4 separate regions of the Mus musculus genome follow, and regions 1, 3 and 4 are each linked to region 2. A link is a contact called in public Hi-C and promoter capture Hi-C data. All regions are on one chromosome and are shown on one strand. The core of a region is the stretch at or near the end of the contact, and the rest is flanking DNA. Distances in the headings are between cores, read along the strand shown. Region 1 holds the start of Irf4 (interferon regulatory factor 4). Region 2 holds the start of Serpinb1a (serine (or cysteine) peptidase inhibitor, clade B, member 1a). Region 3 holds the start of E2f3 (E2F transcription factor 3). Region 4 holds the start of Uqcrfs1 (ubiquinol-cytochrome c reductase, Rieske iron-sulfur polypeptide 1).

Region 1 (2,886 bases), core at 170-2,669, 2.1 Mb before region 2:
GCAGCAAGGCTGTGCTATCTGAAGCTACAATCTCTGCTTTGCTCCGAGGTGTGTCTCTGGTGACCGGGATAGTTCCCGACAGACAGAAGGTGTTCAAAGAATATTTTTGAATGAATGAAACCCCAAAGGAAGAAGAGGGGAAAATGGGTGTGACCAAAATTTTCTTTGAACGAAACTCTGTTGTTTACTACCAGGGCTCTGACAATGGAAAACTAATTGGGGTGAAAGAACGACATGGCATCCTGTTAATTTCTGAGAAAGCCTGTTGATGTTAGGAAAAAAAAACATGCCGGTGGGCATCTCTGCACCAGTTTTCCTGTGGCCAAAATCAGATGTTTCTCCTAAAGTCCAGAACCCAGGATGGAAGATTAAAAGAAAAACTGAGAAACATGTGAAATGAAAAAGTTGTCAAATCTTTACAAACGCTCCAAGTTGACCTGTGGTGGTGGTAATCTAAAATGATACAGAAACTGGTAGTCTGCTTGCTTACCTGAAAACACCAAGATAACATATAAGCTCCAGGCATCCAAGCTGAGCTGGAGAAAGTCAGCGGCAAAAGCTCATGGAGTTTACATATGAAGGTCAAAGAAAACACGAAAATAAAGTAAAACCTTCAGTCAGCCTAGCTGTTCTATTTGGGGCATTGGTACCTCACCGGCAACTGCCTCCCACGAGGCTGAGGTTAAAATTATCATTTTAAGGTGAATTGACATCCGGAAGCGCGCTAACTACCTGAGTACTCAGGGATCCCCCATCTCTTTTATGTTGCCATGATTGAAACTTTGGGGACTGTGCTTGTCTGAGTCATCTCAATTCGTCGGTTTCATTCACCCAACATGTATAAGCGTTTCAAACACAGTATTTGGGCCACGGCTTATAAACTTGCCTTTCTATTTTTCTTTTTAGTGAGCGTGATATTCTCTAAACGCTCAGAGAGACAAGACTCCGCTTTGCCCAAGGATGCTCCCGACCTCTCTCAGTCTATCTCTTCTGTCACATGCTGTGAGAACCAAGTTCCCTGTGCTCCAGACTCTCCATCACTTCCCAACCTGGCCATGAGCAGTTAGTAGTTATCAGCTATGCTCAGTGCAGATTCCAGTATCCCCTTTGCATGCCTCCACCTTCACAGGAACGGGCCATACCGACTTGTCCCATCCGGTTGAGGATTTCTGAGTACATCAGAGTCCCCAGCCCCCTCCACAGGAGGAGCTGAAGAAAGCCAGGGTTTGTCTGAAGTGGGACAGCCCTTGACCCGGTGGGCTCTAGTCCGAAGCTCCTGTTCCTGCGGGACACCCAGGCACAAGGCAGAGGTGGGGGGCGGTCCTGGGTATGGGCAAGCCACGCCCTCTCAAGGCGGGGCCGAAGCGCCCGCCCTGCACTCCGCCTCCGGCTCTATAAAGTTCCTCTTTCTCACCTCACTTTCCTAGTTTCACCACTTGAACTTGGGACCCTTTGCTGCCCTCAGCTAAGAGTGCGGGTGAGGTAAGGCCTGTAGTCGGGCAGAAGGAGGAGTGTGAGGCTGGTGGCAGAGGAAGCCTGGCTTCCATCTCTGAGCCTGAGGGAGAATGCTGAGATAGCGGACCCAGGCTCCGCTCATCTACGCTGCCCTAGGACCTGTGCACTTCGGGTTTTGTATGAAGCTGTTTGGGTGGGAGTTCCAGAACATCCCCCACGGGCTGGGCGGGACGAGCTAATGGGACTGTGGTGTCATCAAAGGATCGCACTGGCCACAGCTTGTCCTCAGAGGGACAGCCTCTGACTCTCTCTGCTCCAGTGGAAAGCTCCTTTCCAGCCCTGGTTCCTAAAGGACCCAAACTCATCTAGGGCTCCAGAGCGTGATTCCTAGGCCGGGCAGCCAAGAAGAGCTGAGAGCTCCAAACTTAGGGTGCTCAGAGCCCCTTTCCCCGCATGCCCCTTCTTCACTTCTCTGGCAAGAGTGCTAGTGTTGCTGTCCGCAGCACCCCTTATTCCCAGCCTCGGCTTCATTCCTGCCAGGGTTCACGCTGACATTCTGCAGGTTGGAATCTCCTGTTTCTTGGCTGCGCTGCTTGCCCCATAACCAGACTTCCACTTGTTGCTTCCAGGACCCACGTGATGGTCTCTGGTTGGGTAGGCCTGGGGTTATTCCGAGGACAAAGTAAGGGTGTCATAGAAGAAAGTCAAGAGAGTAAGCTAGGTACCGCAAACCTGCATGGCAGGGACACAGGACCTGGACAAGGGCTAGTCCATGTGCCAGGTCCTTTTCGCCTGGGGCAGCCAGGGCAACCTAAACCCAGGAAGGGGCAAGTGTAGAAACAGTGAGGGAAAAGTGGGATGAAAGCTACTTGGATCCAGCACAGAGGGACGAGTGAGCAAAGTGAGCGCCCCAGCGTGGCGCAAGACTTGGGATCTGCAGAGAAGCTGTGTAGCTAGGAGCTTTCAACGGAGCGTGTTAATGTAAATGTAAATGAAGAAATTACCTAATTTTTTTAATAAAAGAAAGAACAGACAGGCAAAAAAAAAAGGAGGAGGAGGAGGAGGAGGAGGAGGATGGTGCGCGCCAAGGGATGCTCTCTATACCTTCGTCAAAGTACCTTCTCTTGGGGGACTTCGGAGACTCTGGCACTGCACCCGAGCACCTTGGCAGCCTCAGAGACTCGGGGCCTCGTGGGCACTGCAAGAGTTTGGGACGGGGCTTCCTCCCGCCTCCAAAGTGATGCGAAGGTAGTTGCAGGGAATGTGTGTCTCTCCTCAGCGCACAAGCCCAGGAGGAGGTCCGCACGCGTCATGAACTTGGAGACGGGCAGCCGGGGCTCAGAGTTCGGCATGAGCGCAGTGAGCTGCGGCAATGGGAAACTCCGACAGTGGTTGATCGACCAGATCGACAGCGGCAAGTACCCCGGGCTG
Region 2 (2,836 bases), core at 160-2,659:
AGGCTGGAGAGAGGCACAGGGCTAACCCTGGGAACATAGACAGGTGGCTGTCTTTACCTTTTGTCCCCATAAAAAAACCACCACCACCAAGCTCTCTTCCTGTAGCATGTTCTTATATTTGTCATGCCTGAAGGTGACCCTATTACTGGCATGATTTATGAGTAGTGGTTATCAGTGCAAAAGGAAAACAGGAAACAGCTAGCTCTGGGGAGGTGCAGGGCTAGCTTACCTGAAAGCCTGTGATTCACTCTTGTGAATGGGAGAACCAAACCCACAGGTAGTGTCATTGTCTTTCTTCACTTTGTGTCCCCAACTGAACAGAGACTCTGCCCTAATCTCACTTAAAGTTGGTAGTGAATGAAGAACTGACTGTTTTGGGGGTGTGGCTCTCTGAAAGTCTGACTGTACCATCTAACAAGCATGGAGATGGCAGGGAGAGCTGGCCAGTTTGGCTTTTGCTAACCTTAGAAAGCTGAGCTGCAGTGCTGCCTTTGGCCCCCAGAATGACCATGGCCAAGGCAGAAGAAATGCTGAAGGGAGAGAAGAAGATGTTTCCTGTGGGGCTGCTTTCATTCAGGGTTTGGAACAGCTCCAAGGCGAAGAGGGTGTTGGCTGAACTCAGCTGCTCCATGGTGAAGTCTGCAAAAGAGGGGAGATCAGCACTGCCAGCTACAACACCAGCAACACTACCTACCTCAGCTCTGACATCCACCCCTAGGACCCTACAGTTTGGAATTCCTACCTCATCCTGTTTTTCCTAAGAGGGCAAGCATACTACTTCAGTTCTCCATGCCTGAGATCAAGGCTGAAGTCTCAGCTGGAGTGAAATATGCGAATTTGAGAATGCCACTCAAATAAGTAAGATGTGGGTGACAGGGAAGAGGAACACTCCTCTGTGTCCCTTTTGCAAACAAGCTGATTCCTGCAGTGGGTAAGCAAGCCCTGCTTGAGGCTCATCTGCTAATCCAGCTGGGTCCCAAACTCAGAGCTCCAGTTTGTCCAAGTACAGGCTAATCACAAATGTGTGTCCCTGGCTGTTTAGCTACCCGGGCCACATGGAGTTCTCATTGTTGAGGATCTAGGATCTCACCAGCTTCCTTCCCTCCCAGCCTCCCTGCAGCCAGGATTGACCGTATGAAGCTCAGGGCACTGTCTCCCAGATCAAGGTTCAAAAAGAAAGCCGAGGGAAAGAAAAACTAGGATCACCTTCCTCCCTCGGGCCCGCGGCCTGGAGTAGGGTGCAGTTGGGGATCCACAGAGCATTTTCTGGTTACATCTTGGGTGAGGGTGAGGTACCAGGAACGTGCTGGTTCCTGGAAGAGGTGCCAGCTTCCTCCCTCCTTGCTATGACCCCTGAGAATCTTACCTCTTGCTTAGCAGGTCTGGCTCCACTTACAGCTAGGATGAAGTGCTCAGAGCCAGCTGTTGCCTTTATAGCATGCAGAAGGGGCGTGTCTTCCTGGCAAGCCCAAGCTGGGTGGAGGCGCCTTTTCTTGGCTGAGTGTTTAAAACCCGACCTTGGAGGGCTGTCAAAATAAAAGCAGAAGATTGTGGCCACTCTCAAGGGGACTTTACTTTCCTCAGTTGCAGGCCTTTTTATTATTATTATTATTATTATTATTATTATTATTATTATTATTATTTCTTTAAGCAGAGATCTGGTAAGTTATTTCTTCCTCAGCTGCAAATGGCCAAGAGAATAAATAAATGTCCTTTCTTCCAGGTCAAAAGATACCTTCTTGAATTCCACTGAAACGCTGTAAAATCAAAAGGAATCCTTTCTGTGCGGTATGTAGGTAGGGATGGAGAAATATCTTTGGGGTCCTTTGGATAAGGTCCCAGATTGCCAGTTACAAGCAATAGGTGATCCTTGTCTTCTCTGCCTTTCAGGTGCCAAGGCTAGCTCAGGGACCACACCAGGCTGGAGAAGCCCTCAACCCACAATTCCCCACTATTAGACTAAAAGTTTGGACAAATCCCCTCACTATGCAACTTAAATTAGAATTGACTAGCCCAGGCCATTGTTAACTTGATGGGCTCAGCTTTATTCTCCTTGAAGTGTTTGGAACTGTAAATTCACAGAACTTTTAGTGCTTCTTGTCTTTCTTCAGAGGACAAAGGAAGAATCCTACTGTAGGTGAGGGTCACAACACATGGATTAGTGTTTGTTAGACTCGGGAACTAAAAGAGGAGAAAGGAAGATGGGGAGGTGGGTCAGCACGTCTCTTGAGCACTCCCGTGTTGGATATAATGCCTATTGTGAGGTATCAGAAGATAGAAACTTCGTGTGTGGTGTTTGGGAGGTGAGGACTTTGAGAAGTGATTAAGATTACACAGGGTTCTCAGGGTGGGGACGCCTGACTGAATTCCAGAATATCATCTTCATGACCACTAGGTGGCGAGCACGCCCCAGCTCTTAAGGACTATGACTCCAAGCTTTAATAAGAGAAGGAGAGATGAGAAGATCAGAAGAGATAGATCTGCGCTCCTTTTTTCCCCCCTATGATACCTTGATGCCTTACACTTTCTGGGACCTTGTCTAGATGAAGGCTAGTTCAGATGCTGAGTCTTGAACATGGAGAATTCATAATTATCAAGCCACAAATGTTTTACTATAACAACATAAATGGACATAGTCCTTTTCACATACAAAATATATTCATCCATGTAGCTCAACGTTATTCTAGTATTACCAGAATCAGAAATGAAATTCAAAATATCCCCAGTGAGCCCGTGGAGTCAAATAAGTTAGTTTCTTCTGAAATAAAATGGGACCAGCTTAGAACAGAATTTCCTTTTTAAAAAAATCAGTGACAAGGAAAAAGTGGTAGGTCCT
Region 3 (3,071 bases), core at 342-2,841, 2.9 Mb before region 2:
GGAACCCGGCTGCCCCCGCCCTCCGTCGCCGGGGGGGCGGGGAGGGGGACAGGGCGGGGAAGGAAGGGGCAAGGGGAGAGGCGGGTCAAGGGCAGGCCCGGGGCCCGGAGAGCAAGGCCCCAGCGCTCCGGCCACGCGGGCGCCGCCGCTGCCACCGCGGAGATGCGCCCAGGCCGGAGCACCCGCCCGCCGGCCCCTTGTCGCAGACAGCGCGAGCCCTGGCCCACCGGGGCTCTCAGCTCCACCTCCCCCACCGCGATACCCGTCCACCTCCCAGATCCCCTTTGTTGCCTGGAGCTAGGTCCCCAAAGGTGCCAGGCACTGGCGCCCCTGCGCTCGGAGCACGCCTGCGGGACCCCCAGTCGCCCAGGGGCAGCAGAGACAGGAGAGGAGGCTTGCACGCCTCGGGTCCCCCAGTTTACATCCTCTGGGGTCCCCCACTCTCCAGTGCACTACTCCCTCCCCCACCCCCTTCTCCATCCGGGGCGTGACCCCTTCCTACGCCCGAGAAAGAGGAAGCTTCGAGTTGCAAGGGAGGGGAGAGTGGGGGTAGGGAAAAGTGCAGGAAAAGAAGTGGAGGGGGGGGGGGCGCGAAAAGTTTTGGAGTGTTGGATGTGGTTCTCAAAGAGGGACTCCCCACTGCCCCGCGTGCCTGCCCAGGCCCCCACGTCCTCCCAACGTCCGCAGGAAAGCACCCCGAGTCTAACAATAAGCACACGCTGGAAGGGACAGCAACGAGGCCCACGATGCTCAGCCTCGCGCTCCCGCCGCCACCGCTCCCGGGAGCCCGCCTCCCACCTGGGCTAGGGACGCTGAGGAGGGTATTACCGGTGGGCCACCGCCGCCGCCGCGTCCTGGTGCTGGTGGCTGCTGCAGCAGCCCGACTCTGCTGGAGGGTCCTTGTGGCGTGGTGTAGAGGCTGCTGGCGGCCGGCTCCGTGCCGGGGACACTGGGGAGAAGGGGGCCGGCGGTCAGGGCGCCACTTTGGAGGGAGGTGGCACAGGACGTGGTGGAAGGGTTCGTAGTGAGGATCTGGATGTACGTGCCCGGGGCGGCGGCGGCGGCGAAGCCGGGGCTGGCTAGCAGTGCCCTTTTGTCCATGGAGGCTGCAGCGGCGGCGGCGACGACAGCCGCCCCCTCCCCACCCCCGGCGGTCACCAGGTACTGCTCCAGGGCGGGCTGGATCCCCTTTCTCATCTCTCGCTCCTGCTCTTTTTTAGTGTTACGATATATTAACGTATTGCTTTCAATTTCTTTTATTATTTGCAGCCGGAGTTTCCAAGTCTCTCCTTCTCGCCTCCCCTCCCGGCGCTTCCGAACCCTCTCTCTCTCTTTTCTTTTTATTTTTCCGCACCGCACAGGCCCCGGGGGCCAAAAATAATCGGGGGTCTGGAGAGAGGAGGGTCCCGGCCGCACGGATATCAGGCCCCGAGGAGGGATGGAGGCGTCGGGGGCAGCCGATGCAACGGATTGCGAGGCGGTGGCGGCAGCCCGGGTGCTGCGGCCGGCAGCTGAAAAATGGCTCCAGGAAGCTGCTGCTGACAATGAATGAAGGGATACGGTTTACGCGCCAAGGTCCTCCCGCGAAACTCAGATTTCCCGCCGGCTTTTCAAACCATATTTGCATATCTCCGCCCCTCAACCCGCCGAGGACTGTTCCCACAGTCCATTGGATCCCTGTCGCCTTACTTCGGTACCAATCCTGGAGCGAGGTCGCCACTGGCTGTTTTCCATTGGCTGCCATACACCATGGTTACCGGGGTGACCCGGGCTCTATTTGCATAGAGCAACCTGACTGGCTGGAAGCAGAGCAGGCTTCTTAGGAGGTGGGGCAAAGTCCTACTCTCCCACGGAAAGCCACGCCCATTCCAGGCCCCTCCCTCGCTCCTACCCGCGGGGCTGGCTCTGATGACCTGGGCAGGGACTCTGCCTCGCAGACTCAGTGTGGATCTAGTCTTGAGCGCAAGTTTCGGTTTTGGAAATTGTCAAGGTGACACCCTCAGGGACTTTGTTTCCTGTAACCAAGCAGTGTAGTAAATGAAGAACTGGTAGAAATTCCCCTAAATATGTGTCAAAGGCAAGTTGGACCCGGCCTGGCAGGTGGAAAACTGAGCCCTTTAAATCCTGGGTTTCTTCCTTCCTGAAATCCAACCAATGACGTGAGAGCGGATCCGGAGGCCAAGGCTGATAGACAGAAGCATGTGGGCAGACAGAACCGTGGGGGTAGAAGGTTCAGCTGACGCGACTGCAGGCACACTTTAGTTCATATTCCAGATCATTCCTGGCAGCTTCATGATTAGCCCGATTTCGATTTAAGTAAAAATTAACTCTTTGTTCAGTGAACTCTGACTACAAGTATAGGTTTGAGTCTAACAAGCACCCTCTCTGGCCCAGAAACACCCAGGGGAGTTAATCAGGGCTAACCTAGAACTGATCCGCGGGTTTTTAATCCGCCATGCAGTAATCCAAAGTAGTACAGGCTTTTATGGTGACGTGGGACTTCCAGTGAAAGCTGCCTGCACTCAGCTCTTTACAGCCTCATACGCCAGGAAATTCTTAAGCAAACAGCAAACACTACAACGCAAACCTAACCCGATATGTTTTAAAAGAGGAGAAAAATGTATGCATATATATGTATATATGGAAATCAGAAAATGTCAAGGAAAATGAAATCGTCGAACTGGTTTCTATATTAAAGTAAATACTCACGGATCTTTAAAATGAGCATTGTGGGGCTGGAGAAATGGATCAGTTACTTACATAAGTGAGGGGACCTATATTTGATCCCCAATACTCACATTTAAAAAGCTAGGCATGACCGCGTGTATCACTAATCCCAGAACTGGGAGAATGAGACCTGAAAACTCATTGGGGCTTGATGGTCAGCCAGTGAAGCCAGTTGGGAAATTCGAGACTCACTGAGCTATCCTATTCTGAAAACTCAGGTAGAGAGCTACTGAGGGAGACATCTGAGGTTGACCTCTCTGGCCTCCACAGGCACGTGCATATGCACAAGCGTGTGCACTCTCACGTACACACACACTTGTATACGCACAATGAGAAGTATTTAC
Region 4 (2,978 bases), core at 203-2,702, 2.3 Mb before region 2:
AAAAGCTAACCATGGTGGCTCTGGGAAGACAGTCAGGAAGACCTTGAGTCTGAGGACAGCCTAGGATACATAGTGAGACCCTGCCTCAAAGAGAGGCAGGACAGACAGACAGAGAGGCAGGATTAGAATGAATGCAGAGTGAAAAGCTGTCTAAGAAGGCAATTTGGTTGACATGTAGAAAGGTCATAAACTCAACCCCAAGCAGTGCCAAGTAGGTAATACACTGAACAATCATAGTATGTTACTTTGCTTGGTATAGAGGAGAAAGCTATATGGATGCGATCTTCATTCTTTTAAAGTGAATGATATTTCTAAACTCAATGGTCCCTGTGAACTTGAAATCAAGGTTTAATCTACTTGAAAAAGTGAAGAGTCAGTCAACTATCGGAGCAGAAACCAAACGAGCCCAGTGCAGCTTCCCACATTTCAGGAGACACCAGAAAGCTTTCTAGATTTTTAAGTCACAAGGGAATGTGAAGCAGACTTAGATAAACTAGGAAGAGACCGCACTGCATAGATTCCCACTGTGTGGGTCACTTCACCTCTGTTTTCTGTATTAAAAAAAAAAAAAAGTATCATTTCTGACTGCCTCGCCTTCACGACTAAGTAAGATTATGAAAGCCGTAGAGCCTGGTATCTGAAACCACTGCTGATCCCCTACAGTGGAACTGACAGGGCTGGTTTTGTGTCTATAGGGATGGGGCTGCTAGGGAGTTAAGATGCTGAAAAGCGACTGTACCAGTACACTGACAACTTCCTACATGGTTGTTTCAATTTCTATTTTGAACACTTATCGTCTAAACCGTACCAATGGCTTTACATAGAATTCTCTAGTGTAAGACTCACAACACCCCTACAAAGTTGTGGTAACATCGAGGAAACTTGCCCAAGGTCAAATTCCTGTAACTAACAGTATCTTAGCCATGATACAGGGAGGCCGATCTTAATCAAGAAAGTCAAGTGAAGCCTGAGGAGGGAACCCAGACTGACGTGCAGACCGGCTCCTGACTCCTGGGGGATGCAGCTACGGGAGCATCCCGTCACCGTGAGCCCGCCTGCTCCGGGGAGCGCTCGGCCTGCCAAGGTAGCCGCGGCCGGCCCACCACATCCCAGCACACCGCCCTCCGCCGCCGCAGGGAACGAGATCGGGGTACTCCGAAGCCGGCTCACCGTTCAGGCCCACCGTGGCCACCAAAGGCCGGGCTGCGGCCTGGCCACTCAGGGACTCGCGGCACAGGAAGGGTCGCTTCACATCCAGAACAGGTGGCTCCGAGGCGGCGGGCACCGCGCCTTGCAGCAGAGGACGCAGCGCGCCCGCCACCCCGCGGGAAGTGGCCGATAGGACGGGCGCGAACGGGCCCGAGCGGGCGGCGACCGACAACATGGCGACAGCTGCTCAAACCACCTCGTCGGTCACAGGGACGACCTTTCGTTCGAACGACGGCCCGAAGAGGAGCGGGAGGCGCAGGGTTTGTGACGTCAGCGCGACGCCGGAAAGGGCGTTTCGCAAGGTTGAGCGAATCGGGAGGGACGCCGCGTTGGGGGCGTGGCTTCGGGCGCAGGTTGGGGCCCGGGCAGGAAAGGGCAGGGCCTGGAGACACTCTGGTGTCTGACTCGGTCGCCCTGCCCCAGGAAAACCGAAGTCGGGAGGGATTTCTTGTGGTCGTGATTGAGATCCTTCATTTAGGGCAAAACCTTAAATCGGGGACGACCGAGGCATGAGAAAAAAAAAAACAACAGGCTACTACTACTTCCTAACGCCTATCACCTAGAATAAATACCAACCGCTTTTTGTCTTTTGCCAAGACGATTTTGATCTTCTTACAACAAAAGAGCCAGAAACCTATATGCAAGGTTTGACAAAAACAAAACAAAACAAAACAAAACAAAACGGTGGCTTACGATTATTCATGATCTACTACGCTTTTGATTTGGTAGTTTCCTTCGTTGTTCATTTGTAATTATGATCTTGATGAAATAACACTATTGATACCAGCATTTTACCAGTGAAGGACCTGGTCCTTAGACCCTTTGCTCTGCATAGATTGCCAGGAAGCAGTGGAGTATTGTAGACCCCTGAGGGGTTTTTGTTTGTTTGTTTGTTTGTTTGTTTCTGAACAAGTGGGGTTTCCCAAGTGATGTTCAGCAGTACAAAAGGGAGGGACTCTTACTCTCCTTCACATAGTGAGAAAACTGCCAACTTTCTAACTTCTCTTTCAGTTCTGACTACACCACTAACAAAGTCTCTGTGAGGTGCTAATAAACGTTAATCCCTCTTACACTTGAAAATCTCCACTTTTCCAAGTAGAACAAACCTTGATTTCAAGTTCACACAGACAATTGAGTTTAGAGATGGCATTCACTTTCAAAGAATGAAGTTCTCATCCATACAACTTTCTCTATACCAAATACTTCGTTTATTCTTTTAGGGTTTAAAAAGAAAAAACAGTAAAAAAAAAAAACTAAGAATTTAAGCACTGCACACTCTGGCATGATTGTGATATGATGCTTGTATAATACATGGACTCTAGGACCTTGGCTGGTTTCTAAACCTTTGGAATTGTAAAACAATGTAGTTGTGTTGTTTTAAGACACTATGTTTGTTATAGCAGCAATGTAAAACAACACCCAGGAGATCCGGGCCCTCACAGAGGAATGATTGCAGGTGTCCTTAGCCAGGGAGGATACTTGCTGCCTAGTCTGGGTCCTTTCTTGTCACTGTCACTTCATTCAGTTATGTTCTGAACAGGGACAGGACCTGGGATAACCCCAGAGAAGCATGCACTCCATGTAGATCTCACCTAAGGAACCAGGAGTGAATATCCACCATGGCAGAGATCAATCTAACCTTTTCTCTCTCAGCTGAATCTCCAGATGGAAGTCTTCACCCCAAACTGCCCCTGCCTGTGGCTCTGTCTCATGATGGAACCAAATCCCCAGCTAGATGCCAACTGCTGCTGGTGGTGCCAGTGCTTGAC

Evidence for each region. Promoter capture Hi-C pulls out the DNA fragments that hold promoters and counts their contacts. Hi-C and Micro-C count contacts between places; a contact is called where the count stands out from the background.
Region 1: a promoter capture Hi-C map of pre-B cells shows a contact between it and region 2, with 8 times the contacts expected there. The contact joins the promoter of Irf4 here to the promoter of Serpinb1a in region 2.
Region 3: a Hi-C map of B cells shows a contact between it and region 2, with 5 read pairs. The contact joins the promoter of E2f3 here to the promoter of Serpinb1a in region 2. A contact is called at or near these places in 1 of 39 promoter capture datasets (pre-B cells) and 2 of 484 Hi-C or Micro-C datasets (B cells and myeloid progenitors).
Region 4: a promoter capture Hi-C map of pre-B cells shows a contact between it and region 2, with 9 times the contacts expected there. The contact joins the promoter of Uqcrfs1 here to the promoter of Serpinb1a in region 2.

What each region holds. Positions count from the first base shown.
Region 1 is chr13:30,747,814-30,750,699 of GRCm38.p6, forward strand. Irf4 (interferon regulatory factor 4) reads left to right here and starts at 1,420. Exons shown (of 9, transcript NM_013674.2): 1 at 1,420-1,482; 2 at 2,735-2,886. The coding sequence starts at 2,767.
Region 2 is chr13:32,849,776-32,852,611 of GRCm38.p6, forward strand. It overlaps Serpinb1a (serine (or cysteine) peptidase inhibitor, clade B, member 1a), which reads right to left and starts at 1,410. Exons shown (of 7, transcript NM_025429.2): 1 at 1,367-1,410; 2 at 464-639. The coding sequence starts at 631.
Region 3 is chr13:29,984,472-29,987,542 of GRCm38.p6, forward strand. E2f3 (E2F transcription factor 3) reads right to left here and starts at 1,592. Exons shown (of 7, transcript NM_010093.3): 1 at 829-1,592. The coding sequence starts at 1,197.
Region 4 is chr13:30,543,864-30,546,841 of GRCm38.p6, forward strand. It overlaps Uqcrfs1 (ubiquinol-cytochrome c reductase, Rieske iron-sulfur polypeptide 1), which reads right to left and starts at 1,453. Exons shown (of 2, transcript NM_025710.2): 1 at 1,171-1,453. The coding sequence starts at 1,384.